3 separate regions of the Sus scrofa genome follow, and all the other regions are linked to region 1. Evidence: chromatin contacts called from public HiChIP or PLAC-seq data. All regions are on one chromosome and are shown on one strand. Each heading gives the region's core, a stretch centred on a gene start, on an enhancer-like site or on the middle of the called end of the contact. The rest is flanking DNA. Distances are from core to core; before and after follow the strand shown. Region 1 has its middle 21 kb from the start of KIF13B. Region 2 overlaps MSRA (mitochondrial peptide methionine sulfoxide reductase). Region 3 overlaps HMBOX1 (homeobox-containing protein 1).

Evidence for each region. HiChIP or PLAC-seq counts read pairs in DNA pulled down with a chosen protein or histone mark.
Region 2: an H3K27ac HiChIP or PLAC-seq map of alveolar macrophages shows a contact between it and region 1. The contact joins two enhancer-like sites. A contact is called at or near these places in 1 of 47 Hi-C or Micro-C datasets (embryonic fibroblasts) and 1 of 2 datasets of contacts at active chromatin or transcription factors (alveolar macrophages).
Region 3: an H3K27ac HiChIP or PLAC-seq map of alveolar macrophages shows a contact between it and region 1. The contact joins two enhancer-like sites. A contact is called at or near these places in 2 of 47 Hi-C or Micro-C datasets (epiblast stem cells and undifferentiated spermatogonia) and 2 of 2 datasets of contacts at active chromatin or transcription factors (alveolar macrophages and skeletal muscle).

What each region holds. Positions count from the first base shown.
Region 1 is chr14:13,119,180-13,123,637 of Sscrofa11.1, reverse strand. No RefSeq gene overlaps it. Among named protein-coding and RNA genes, the nearest start is that of KIF13B, 21 kb to the right of the region's middle. Within about 2 kb of position 2,222, at least 31 of the 83 cell types and tissues checked have an H3K27ac peak or open chromatin away from gene starts, as enhancers often do. A contact at or near this core is called in alveolar macrophages, where this site is marked.
Region 2 is chr14:13,362,905-13,367,362 of Sscrofa11.1, reverse strand. All of the region lies in intron 1 of MSRA (mitochondrial peptide methionine sulfoxide reductase), which reads right to left. Among named protein-coding and RNA genes, the nearest start is that of MSRA, 30 kb to the right of the region's middle. Within about 2 kb of position 1,827, at least 6 of the 83 cell types and tissues checked have an H3K27ac peak or open chromatin away from gene starts, as enhancers often do. A contact at or near this core is called in alveolar macrophages, where this site is marked.
Region 3 is chr14:12,889,125-12,893,582 of Sscrofa11.1, reverse strand. HMBOX1 (homeobox-containing protein 1) reads right to left here. Exons shown (of 11, transcript XM_005670463.3): 11 at 1-4,458. Among named protein-coding and RNA genes, the nearest start is that of HMBOX1, 200 kb to the right of the region's middle. Within about 2 kb of position 2,517, at least 6 of the 83 cell types and tissues checked have an H3K27ac peak or open chromatin away from gene starts, as enhancers often do. A contact at or near this core is called in alveolar macrophages, where this site is marked.

The DNA.
Region 1 (4,458 bases), core at 973-3,472:
GCTGTAATCAAAATAATCCAGCAAAAGTGATGGGATATCACTTCTGAGATTAGGCTACCAAAGACCAACTTTCCTCTCATTCTCTTTCTCTCTGGGTCTTCTTTCCTCTTCCTTTTTTTAAATTAATTTCTAAATTTTTATTAGAGTACAGTTGATTGACAGTACTGTGTCAATGTCTGCTCTACAGCATAGTACATATACAATGGAATACTACTCAGCCATAAAATAGAACAAAATAATGCCATTTGCAGCAACCTAGATGCAACTAGATTCTCATACTAAATAAGTCAAAAAAGAGAAAGACAAATATCATGTAAGATCACTTATATCTGGAATCTAAAATGTGGTGCAAACGGTCCCACCTACAAAACAGAAACAGACTCTTCTTTCTTTTTCATTCTGATGAAGGAAGTTACCATGGGGAAAGCTGTCCTATGGAGAGGCCCATGTGAAGAAACTGAGGTCTTCAACCCAGCAGCCCTTAAGGATCTGAGGTCTGCCGACAACCACACAGGTGAGCACAAAAGCAGATCCTCCCCAAGCTGAGCCACCAGATGAGACCACAGCCCCCACTGACATCTGAAATCCCGCTCAGTCACAGCCAGATGCCTGACCCATGGAAACTGAGGTAACGAACATTGTTGTTCTTAGCCACTAAGCTTTGGGTAATATGTTTCACAATAAAGAACTGATAACACACCACTAGTAAGAGGCAATCAGATATCTGACAGGTCTGAGACCACTTCCTAGGCATGGTTATACACTAACAAATAACTAAATCCTCAGAGGAGGTACCTCTGAATAGAAATTTTAAGAAGAGTCCAGACAATGTAAATCATCCAAAGTAGAGCTAAACTTTTTTTTTTTTCTTTTCTTTTCCTGGCCTAACCTGCAGCATGTGGAAGTTCCCAGGCTAGGAGTCGAATTGGAACTGCAGCTGCAACCTACACCACAGCCACAGCAACACTGGCTCCAAGCTGTATCTGCAACCTACACCACAGCCTGCGGCAACGTCAGATACTTAACCCACTGAGGGAGGCCGGGGAATCAAACCCTCATCCTCACAGAGACTATGTCAGGTCTTTAACCCACTGAGCCACAACTGGAACTCCCTAAACTTATCTTTAAAACTCACTTAGTCTAACCCTTTCAGTTTACAGTTCAGGAAGCTGAGGGACTGAGATATTTCCACTGCTCCCATGGCATTTGGGAAGGGCCAGGACTTGGACCTAGTTCGTTCCCCGTCCAAAGTCTTTACACTGCTTCATCCTCACTTGCCTTGCTATTTAAGGCAGGAATAATGACTTCTTGGGTCTTGCTCACTAACGTGTTTTGTATAAATGGCCTGTATGTGTTAGGAAGTAATGAATACTTGTTGCAAGAGTAGAAGACCAACAAATGGTCCTTGATGATCACAATGAAGAGAAGTTGCTCAATGTGTCTTCATACCCGTTGTCCTCACCTCCTTCCCCAGCAGCCAGAAATGGGCATGGAATTGGTAGGAACCCTGGGTAGTGGGATACCTGGCAGATTTCTGGACAGGAAACTGTGATCAGGCTACACGTAGGCAAAAGGGAAGGAGATAGAAAAGCTAAATTAGCCAGAACAGTGCAGATATTTTGTGGATTCTGGGATGTGGAATGTTGTTCAGGAAATTGAGAATTTTTAAGAGCTCAAAGGAATCCTCAGAAGAAGAAGATAGTAGTATTTGCAGAAGTCTTATCAAGCACCTTCTCTTCTCCTTGAGCCTCATTCATGAGCTGTAATGTTAACATATGTCCACTAGAGGGCAGCACTTACCCTTCCCCAAGGCAGAATTTTTACCTTGCGCTCTCTCCTGTTCGAGCCTCATTCATAGACTGTAATGTTAAGATATGTCCACTAGAGGGCAGCACTTACCCTTCCCTAAAGCAGAAGCTCTAGATTTTGGTCAAAAAACTGTTTGCCTGCCAAACTGAATTTATTAAAATCGACTTGGGTTTCCAGTTTTTATTTACGAAAACGCACAAATGATAGCTACCATACATTTTGGGTCACTCTGAGATAAGCAGTGTTATAAAATTCTATCTGCCCCACACCAAAATGGCCTCAGATAAATGTAAAACAAGTTATTAAAACGCTGAAAATTTAAAAGAGAGAATTAAGGAGGGGAGGAAAGGAGATAAAGGAAGAAAGGACAAGAGGGAGGAAGTCTGAGACCCTTGTTGACTTCCCAGTTCCCTTGGGATCCAGAAGCTCTGGTTTGGGGAAACCCCAGTCTCAGCCAGGGTCGTCCTGCCATCTGTTCGGGGTAGGGTGGTCCTTTTTTCCTTTTCAAAATCGGGCAGGCAAGCTTCCTTAGGTAGAGCTTCCTAACTTATGTTAAGGAAGTGCTAAATATGTGTTAACAGTCGGCAAAATTCAGATGATTTGAAAAGGAGTGTTAATGTTATAAAAGTTCACCGCAGAGGCACGTTGCCTGCAATAAAAATATTGTCCACCAGGTGGCGGTGTTGCCCTAGCGTCAAACTCTCCTCGGCCTCTTCGCTTCAGGAGGGTCCTGGAGTGTTAGTCTCATCAGTGGCCTCCAAATGTATTTTAATTCCAAATCCAGGAAGAGGGGGGAAAATGAGGGGAAGAATGACTTCTCCTTCCCATCCCCACAGCAACATCCCAATGGCTCTCTAACTGCCCTCCCTGATTTCCACTCTTTTGCCCTCCTTTAAAGACAAGTCTCCTGTTGTTTCTTCCAGCACCACTCCTCACAACAGGCTTAGCCATGTCCCACGGGTGTCCTCAGAACACCAATAAGAATTTATCATCACCATGGTGGGTATATCTTGACCCATCTACCCCCTCTTGAAGGACTGTGACATATATTGTGTGTCCCCAAAGAATACATAGGCATCGTCATTCATGACGTGACAGGTGGCCCAGCAAGGTGCTCCTGAAGGGAATTCTGGATTCAGATCCTAACTCTGCTCTTTTTTTCCCCCCACTTTGGGCAAGTCACTTAACCTAGCTCACCGTTGGATTCTCCATCTATAAAACAAGGTACCACAAGCCCCCTATGGGGCTGTTGGCAGGTTTGAGCAATAAATGCTAGCTACCACGGTAAATAACTCTTTGCTGAACGAAACCAGCTCTACCCAACACATCAGCATCCAATTATTCTTCCTAAGTTGTCACTTGTGTCATATCACTCCCAGATCAAACTCCTGGATCTGCTTAATTTGGACGAAGCTCCAACTCTTCTTAGCTTCCATAGTTATTGATTTATCTCTATTTTTAAAAACACATCTATTATTGTTTAAATAGTTCTTTAAACACTATTTTTGTAAAAGCATGTTTTGTAATTACCAGTTGGTCACAAGAAAATGACTCTTATCAGAATCACTCTTGTCAGGAACAGTTCTGAGAACCTGCCTTTAATTCAGTGCTTTCCAGTTCTGGCTTCATGTTAAGATCGCCTGGGGTGCTTTGTCAAGCATTCCAACACCCAACCCCAGAAATTCCCATCTAATTTGTCTGGGGTGTGGTTGGACATTGGGATTGAAAAGGTTTCCCAGGGAGACTATGGTGCAGCCAGTGGTGAGTGGCACCTCTGCTTTGTCACACCTGGTAGAATCTTCATGCCCACTCACCTGCAACCACACAGTTTTCAAGTTCTCGCTCCTCAGCTGGCTGTTCCTGTTCCCAGTTGGCCTGGGTTAGGCCCAGGCACACCTGCCCCAGCCCTGGAGGATGTGTAAAGAGGAAAATAAGCTTTGTCTTCCCATCAGGCCACAAACACTCCTAGACCCACCCTCTTAACTTCCTGGATTCTTGATCCAGTTTATGGTTTAGTGATAACATCTTGGACAGAGAACCAGTTTCTGACTTGCAGTGACCTATTGACCCCTAGACTGGTGTTGGAATCTCCTGCGCGCTGGGCTCCTTCCTGGTCCCGGACTAGCAAGAATCCATTACTTCGGTGGCACTTAGAGCTTTGCCTCCTGAGGGTCACCTTGATGGGTCCTAGCCTCCTGAGCTTCTATAACCTTTAGCTTTCATCTCGCAGTTCTAACCCCACCCCAGCCCCCCAGTCCTGGTCAATGGTGCCTTGGGTGGCTGGTTTCCACTTACTTTTCTGCTCAAGAACTGGGTGTTAAGGTGAACATGGAATAAGGGAGAAACAAGTCTGGAACAAGTTAATCCACGGAAAGGGGGAGGGGATAGTTTGGGGTGTTGCCCAACACAATTTACCTTTTTGTGTGTGTTTTGGGAAGCCTGGGGGTAATACATAGGGCGTTCTGGTAGATTGTCAAACACCACGATCCCCCCATCTTAATACCATGGTTTCCACTCCTTACTCTCTCACCTCATTTTTTGTTTGTTTGGTTTTTGGTTTTTTGGTTTTGTTTTGTTTTGTGTAACTTTATGACTGCACCCACAGCATAGGGAAGTTCCTGGGCCAGAGATTGAGTGAATCTGAGCCAT
Region 2 (4,458 bases), core at 578-3,077, 240 kb before region 1:
AACATAATTAAAGTATTTAGAACACTAATTCATCCAAGATACTGTTAATAGGCCCCAAAGGGCAGATTAACTAAAACACTGTCCCCACACTGAAAGATCTTCCAGCCCCTTTCTTACAGTTGCAAAAATAGGACATGTATATGAAATGACAGCTATCTCATAGGAAAAAATGACTGCCAAATAAATGGAACAGGTAATGAATGTGATAAAGTCCGGAGGAAGAAGAGTGACCAGGAGTAAGGTGTTGAGGAGGCCTTACAGAGGAGCTTGGTCTTAACTTTTTTTTTTTGGCCGTGCCAGTGGCATCCTGGGCCAGGGGTCAAACCCACTGATGACCACAGCAGTGACACAGGCCGCTATAGTGACAATGCCAGATCCTTAACCCGCTGCTCCACAAGGGAACTTCTAACTAACCTTTTAAGGATGAATGATAATCAGAAAAGTGGAAACTAGTGGGTAGTCTTGAGAAAAAACCCAAAGGCAAGAAAGGGCAAAACACATCAGCCATCAGCGGGGCAGTTTGGCTAAAACTGAGACCCACAAGGAGAGCAGAAAGGGTCCATTCTGTTTGTTTGTTTTTGTTTGTTTGTTTGTTTGTTTGTTTGTTTTATGGAGGTTCCCAGGCTAGGGGTCAAATCGGAGCTACAGCTGCCGGCCTACACCATGGCCACAGCAATGCAGGATCCGAGCCGTGTCTGCAACCCACACCACAACTCACGGCAATGCTGGATCCTTAACCCACTGAGCAAGGGCAGGGACCGAACCCTCATCCTTATGGATACTAGTCAGATTAGTTGCCACTGTGCCACAATGGGAACTCCAGAAAGGGTCCTGGTAACCACAAAAGCCCAAAGCCTGTACCTTCTCCTGGGGTTTCCTCAAACCTCAGACATCCAAGCACTATACTTATGGGTTTTGCCATATTTAAAATTACAGCATGATTTGTTTACTATTGGCTTAACAGTCTTTAAACTCACTTTTTCACATAGATTCTTTTCTCAAGGAGACTTTATAATACAATTGCACAATGAAAACCAGCATTTTATTTGTCAGAAATAGAAAATACTGTAAAAAATGGATGTTATTAAGAGAAGCCTGAAGCTGTCTCTGTCTTAATAGAGATAGAGGCCTAATAGCTGGAGGTCTATCTCTATTAAGAAGAAAGATTAACAAGTGTTGGAGAAAGGTTAAAAAAACATTCAACATTCAAGCACCAAACTGACACTTTCACCTTGATATAATCAGAAGAGCTGAAAGACAGTTGAAACAAGCAATAGTTTTCTGCCATATCCTTGAACCATCTAATATCATCCTGTGTTAGAAGTCCCCACACTGTGCAAATTGTAAATCCTAATAGGAGGAGCTGGGGGGGGGTGATAATAATAATTAATATTTATTTAGCATTTACTCTGTATAAGACACTGTTCTAAACATTTCTCTTTTATTTCATTTAATCCTCATAATAATAATACCACCTCATAAGTGTATAATCAACCTAGTTTTCAGGCAATGAATATGAGACACACAGTTTAACTAACTTGTCCAAGGTCATACTTGCCCAAGGTTGTATAGTTAATAAAAGGCAGGGCTAGAACTGAACCCAGGCATCCTGTCTCCAGTATCTGAACTGAACTTCTATGATGGAACTGATTCTCATGTGAAATGATATTTCAGGAAGATTTATCTGGCTATTTATCTCCTGAACTAAAGGAGAGAAAGGCCAGAAGACTATTGCAATGCCCCAGGCATCATAGGCCAGCTGGGCCTGGAGGGTTCACTGCCATTTGCAGTGGGCAGTAGAGGGCAGCAGAGAGCTGTGGAGCAAGAGCTGGGTCCCTGTCCAGACTTCCGGCCATCAGCTTCCGGTGGAGAAGAGGGACCAGGCTAAGGTCCAAGTCAGAGCTGCAAAGCCTATACTAGAAGGAGAAGGGCTAGGAACATCACCTGTCCTTGAGTGGTGGGGGGAGTCGTTATTGGACATGGAATGAGTCGAGAGAGAAGGCAGAGGTACTTAAGGAAGAGTGTCTTGGCACACCCTGGAGGCCACCCAAGACCCTCTCACACTTAGACATTGCACAAGTTCTTCCACATTTCACTTCCAAATGTAATAGTGACATCATGACCTCTTTTTTTATTCATAAACGGATTTCAGGTCTTTCAAGAGCAAGAATGTGGCTGTACCTTGGCCTAAACTTCCTTTTTTAGATTCAAAATATGCACTTAGGACTGGTATCTAGTTCTCAAAGTGTTTTAAAATTAAAATTAAGAAGCACATTCAAATAGCATTTCCACGCTTCTGACAGGTCTGAAACATCTTGAATACAGACACCAATCATCCACAGACATCAAAATTGTTTTACTACCTTAAATCTTCCAAAATCATTGTTTGAAAAAAAAATAAGATAGCGATAAAACTGACAGAGTAAGAAAAAAGAAAACCTCCTCAAAGAAAATTTCCTATGCACATGGAAAAAGAAAGACTCAAGAAATTAAGAACAAAAATAATTGATCTGGACTCCCAATTTCATGCTAAACTCAGGCTTCATTAAATAAGTAGAAAACTTAGGCATTATAGGTTTGTGATTTACTCTTGGAAAAATGTGATTTATTATTTCCCAGGAGAAAAGCTTTAAGAGCATCAATAGATTTCTCTGGATATCAAATACTTCTCCATTATTGTGAGTAAATTATATTTAGATCAAAATCAGATGGATTAAATTTCCCTTAAAACACCCAAGAGATTTAGAAAATACAAGGAAGCATGGTCACATACCCCAAAACAATATTTATCCTCATACTTCCATCGAAATATCTCCCCATTAGGATAATTAGCCAGAGAACAAAACTAACCTGAGTTTTCGATGTACTAAGTTCAAAATAACTTGGTAAAATTAAATCATCACCTACTGGTGCTAAAATCAAATTCATAATCTTTGGCGCATATATCCATGGAAATATGCCTTTACATTTTTATTTTTAATCTGGAGAAAAAGGTATCTGAATTAGTGATATGTTGGACAGGAGTCTAAACTTTATTTAACTATTGCGTACACAACAAAGAATGTAAATAACATTAAGCACCTCAAAATTCTTGATAAACTCATCCCCTCATCAGTGCCACAAGGTTCGTGGCTTAACTATTCTCATCTGTGTTATTTTTGTCTTCCTGACTAAACTATAAACTCCTTAAGAGAGGAGATTATTAATTTTTAAATCATCCATTAGTATCATGCTGACCCATCTATTTGTTCTGTAAATATTTACTGAATACCTACTATGTTCAAAGAACCCTGGTAGGTGCCATGGGGATAAGGTAATGAAGCAGAAATGAAACCAAGCAGGACTCTGTGGGGTTCCTGGGCACACAAGCCTTTCTGTGTTCCCCATTTCTTATTTTTTAGCTTCAGCGTCTATGCCCTTCCTGCGTTCCAAAGGGCAGATTCAAACAGTTGCTAATCAGGGAAGGGAGGGGATACAGAGACTAGGGAGGAACCATGAAGAAATAACAGTGCAGCCTTGGGGCAGGATCCTGGTTCTTCTTCAAGGAATATACATAACTACATCTTCAAGTTCTTCTGCAGAACTAAAACCCCCAACAAATGAAAACCAGAGAGGAGAACCATTAGAACCAGCACCGGGACCATTAAACACCAACTCTGAAGAAGAATAAAATCTTGCATCTACACCAGTCCTTAACTGTGGCCCTATTTTCTACTCCCAAACTATAAAAACACCTCCTATTCTCTTCCTAAGGGGGACACAGTCTTCAGGGCATTAGCCTGCTGTGGCCTCCTTTGCCTGGCAAAGTGATTTTTTTCTCCTCCACCCAAAACTGTCTCCACATTTCTATGTGGCACCAGTGGACAAAGACCAAGTTTCAGCAACTCATCCTTTCCTTCAAAGACATTACTGTCGGAGGCGGCGAGGTGAGGGGTGACTGGAGGCTGATAAAATGTATACATAGACTAAGGGGTCTGCAAATACCCCTCTGTGGGAAGAAGGGCCCCCTAAGCCCAATCACTCACTACCATCCCACCTCCCATCTCAAACCTACTGAAGTCTGGCATCCAGTTCAAGCTCCAATATTACAAAATTTAATTCTAGGTCAAATTAGGAAAAGTCATTGATCTCTGAGAAAACAACTTGATAGGGTTTTTGAAATGGAAGATGAGGCCCTTAGAGCTGGATGTTAGCGAGAACTCATGTCACAGAGAAGTGCATCTGTGAAAAAAGATTTGTATTTTCTGAGAAGGAGGCTGAAAGACAAGGAATGAGAGGAACTGAAGAGGTGCAGGATGGGCCTGTGTCAGGAAGGGCAACGGAGGGCTGGCCAAAGGCGCTGGCAAGCAGGAAAGCAAGCAGGTTTTCACTTCTCTGTTGTGTTCCATGCAGTCGGGCCCTCCTCTGGCACTCCTGCACCAATCTTCAGGAAAATCCAAGACATTCTCACCTGTATTA
Region 3 (4,458 bases), core at 1,268-3,767, 230 kb after region 1:
CAGACTCAGACACAGGTGCGACTCCCCTCAGGGGCACATGGTGCACAAGATGGGGACAGACCGGAGACGCCAAGGGGAGACACGAAGACTAAGACAGGCGGCGAAGGCAGGGGGAGCCCCCGCAGACACTCCAGTGTTTGGTGGATGCTGCGGGCTTTCAGGCAGCCCCAGGCATCTGGTCCGCGGTATTTGATCAAATTACCACCAGCAACTCGCTTTCCACTTTAGAACTTGCTGTGCCAGCTGCTTCCCGCCCCCGCGGCACACAAGGACGGGGAGCCCCCAGCCCTTCCCGCCTCTGGCGGCTTCTCGAGGCCGGCTCCCCTGGTTCAGCCTCGCTCACGTTCATCTCGTCTCAACCACAACTGGAGCCGACAAGTGCACGTCCAGAACAGCCTCACTGGCCACCATGGGGCAGTCCCGGCCACCTGCTCACTCTCCACCCAGCTGGGTTCCTCTGGCAAACGCCCGCATGGGTTAAATGGGAAGGCCCGGTGTGTGGGCTGTTCCACTGTCTGAACAAAAATGCTGGATTACTCATGAAAATAAAGTGCCTGGGTATGGATTGTTCCATTCTGCAAAACCTTCTAATGCACCAACAAATCATCTGAGCACTGCTTAGTGGTGTGATGTCAAGTGTGGTCACAGAACAACCTCGTCCACACCACGTGATCAAGGCCCCAAATTTAGGTCAGACTGAAGGTACTTTAAAAAAGAAGCAAACAATCTCACACATTTGCACAGACGCACTTTTGATGGTGTTTCACCCACCCCCCTCCCAACGACAGCCTTTTTGTGCCCCTGAGGGCAGACCCCTGATCACTCCAATCTAGGAAGAGGACGAGGTCGGGCAGCCAGGGGTCCCGTGACTAATGATGGCAAATGAATCATCCTGTTCTTAACTGTGACTATCTCATCCTTCGCCCTTTGGGGTCTGGATGCACCTTCCGGCTGCTGTCAGACACTCGGGTTTCTGCTCTGAGACTGCCTCGCTTTCCTGTCTTCCTCACTTGGCGGCTACAGACTTTGCTGAGAAAGCTCCTTAACAGTCTCACTGACAGGACCATGACCCCCATCAGCAGAAACACCCCTAAAGGAGCAGCAGAGGAAAGAGCGACAAAGCCAGCCTGATGGGCAATGACCACCTCGCCCCGCGTGCCGCCCTCACTGCTGCTCCGCCTGCAGAACCCGGGTACCCTGGTGAGGGGCCGCCCCCATGGCAGGGCCAAGTGCAGGGTCCGGGAGGGAGGGGCAGGGCACGAGCTGACTCTCTGGCAGGTCCCAGAGGTCTGTAACGTGTGTAGGCACTTAAAAAACAAAGAGAAAATTCGTCCTCGGAAGGTACTGCATACCCAACGCGACCTTGGCTGTGGGAGGGAGGGGAGCCCGTGGGGATCAGAGAAGGCTGTGGGCTCTTCCAGGGGAGGCAACTATGATGTTCTTGGCATCTTCTGGCAGGGCCAGCGTCCCACCCTGCAGCCTGGGTGAACCTGCCGAGGCCTTTGTCTTCCGAGGTTCTGCAGAGCAGGAGGAAGGGACAGGGCAAAAAGCCAGCACAGAAGTCAGGGTGGCCCGCTCTGGGCGCTCGGCCACAGGATGGGGGTGGGACGTGGTCCGCACAGACTTGACATCGCTGTGAAAAAACTACTAGGAAAAGAGGAGGACCTTCTGAGAGGAGTGTTCTGGCAAAACCGAAGGGCAATCAAGAGCAGAGCTGCCACTGATTGCAGAGAGCTCTCCCCACCCCCCCGCCCCCATAGCTTTGGTTTTGGCTTCTTGGTGCCCATTTTTGAGATGCAGGATTAAGGGGTTCACTAACAATACTGAAGTGTGGTTTCAGAGGCAAATGATAACAAACATTATCCTGACAGGAGCCCACAGCCGAGCTCGCCATTAAGCCCACTACTGGCGTTTACGCTGCACCCCTACCCATGAGTCTGGCATGAAAACAAGAGTTCACTGCAGTATCACTAGACTGGCTGCTGTTTACAAACACAGCAATGATGTCATTGTGTTTCCTGTTTAACAGCTGATGATGAAGTGGAAGAATGACCCTCACAATTTTATGCTGGGCTCCTAGTTCCAATAAAGCCAAAGGCAGTTTCTATGTTCAAAGGATGCCAGCAACCAGCCTGAGGTCAGACCTGATCTGGAAGTGAGGGGAAGTTGTGACGAGAACACAAGTTCTGTGACCAGCTCTGCCCTGCACCCTGGCTGGTGAGTCACTCCTTGGGAGGAGTCCCCGTCTCCGTTCTGAACTTTCAGTGTCCCCAGCTGCCACCAGAGATGCCAGATCGGGATCAGTGTAACAGCAGAAGGTACACATGCCCTCTCCCCTTCACTTTAGGGGCAGGTTTATATGGTGGGGCGGATAATGGAAAACCCCACGAGTCAGTTAATGAATGGGACAAGGGCCCGCCAATCCCCAGCCGTCAACCTGGGGACCCACTCAGGGGGCCACTCCCAGCAAGGCCTTGCTCCTGGGGTGGTTTCTACTCTCCAGGGCTCAGGGCTCTGGAGATGCCCAGGGTGTGACTAAGTGGTCAAAAGAGAGAAGTGACAGAGCCTGCCCCTGGAGAACCACCTATTTTTGAGAGGAAAAGAGCTGGAAAAAGGAAGAAACATGGAATTTTAGTCGCGACCCCAAGTAGCTTAGTGCCCGTGGCCCTAATCCGCCACACAAGCCCCAAGGTGCTGACCTTGAGCTGGGCTGTGCTTGTTAGCAGTTCTTACTCTGAGCCACAGGGAGCCCACAGCCAATGCTGACAAAACGCCGGCCTCAGGCCATGGCTCTCCAAAGCGCCTGCCTGGCCCCTGCCGCTCACAAGTGGGAATGGCTTAGCAAAACTTCCACACACAAGCAGGATGCCTAAAACTAACCGGCTCTGAAAATGCTCAGAGAGCTGAAGAGAGAGAAAACAGGAAGAGTGAGCTTTTCAAATTCTCCGCCCCCACAAAGTACAACTACACCCAAGGAGTTCCCCTCAGGATCGGACTGTAAGCCAGCCTGGTGTTCCTTCCCAGGAAAAGGCAAGACCTTCATCTTCGCTGCCTCGAGGTGGAGACAGGGACAAGGGACTTGAAACAAGGTTTCACATCACAGCTGCCAAGCCTCACCATGTTCACTGCATTCCTGTCACCGTCGGCAACGGAGGAGCAAGGCTAAGGAGAAGGGTGCTCTGGTGTCTAGGTCATCATGGCAACACTGGTCCAGTGTCGGCACAGGAATGACGGCGGTGTGACAGGGTCTCAGTGGGGACCAGCCAGCGCGGCTCACAAGAAAGAGGAGCAGGTTAAATGAGGTTTCCTTCAGCGGCGCCAGGCAGACATCCCCGTAACATCCTACCAGACCGAAGGAGTGACTGGGGCTTTTACTTGACTCCATTAAGGGGCTACTGCTCAGGGCAGAGTCTGCAAACCTTCGAGAATAAAGGAGATGGTAAGACCCTCAGCACAGTGCCGGCACAGGAGACACGGTAAAGGGAGCTTGAGTGCTCAGGAGGTCTGAACCTTCACAGTGACTTAGAATGACGAGTCTTTACTCTGGTTTCTTGTAAGAATAACTTACTTCTGGTGTTTTCTTCCAAAAAATACCTATTTTGGGGGTGAGAACTAGCTGTATTTTCACTGACTTTGGTAAGCTGGCCCTATTGTTTTCTTTTCAGTGGCGGGTGGGGGTGGGAAAGGAGTAAGTGGGGTAGGGGATTTTGAATCACCAAAGTGGCCTCTGGGAACATCTGTGAAGAGAGATGTCTTGCCAACTCCTTTTCTTCTGAAGTAGCACCATCCTTTAAGCAGCACATCTAATACTTTGATTTCGAAAATAGTAGATTATGTTAGAAGGTTTTAACTGCAGTGATAATTCTATTTTCTTCGAATGTTAGCAGATAATCAGAATGTTCTGCTGGCTCTTTCAATGCATGTCTCACAAATCACAGAATTACACTCATCCAGTCAGTTCTCAGAATTGCTAATCTTAAGACAGATTCTCAATTTAATGGCGACAGTTATCTTTCAGAAATTGGGAAAATAAGAAAACGGATGGGATACGCCGATCTTTGGGCTCATAAATCCACAACCATTTCACCTGTCAGGAGACTGACAGGGTCCCAGAGAAAGTCCCAGTGACTGCTCGTGTATCTTCACCTGAAAGCAGGTGGCATGGAGGAGTGGAGGCTAAGTGGCTTTTAGATCTTGTAGGAAATGCAGTGCTGAGTGAAAACCTCTCATGGCATTCTTTTTCCTGAGCTAGCCCAACTACTATGCAACTCACTACAGGTATTTTGAGGGCAACAGAAATAAAAAATCCCAAGGCAGAACGTTTATCCAAATTCTGTGCATATGTGTGTGTATGTGGAGGGGGGCTGGAGAACTATAAAAGCAGCAGCCCCACTTCAGCATTTTTATGAAACTGAAGTTGAGCAGGTGGGTTAGGATTCCCTCTATGATATGTGGCGA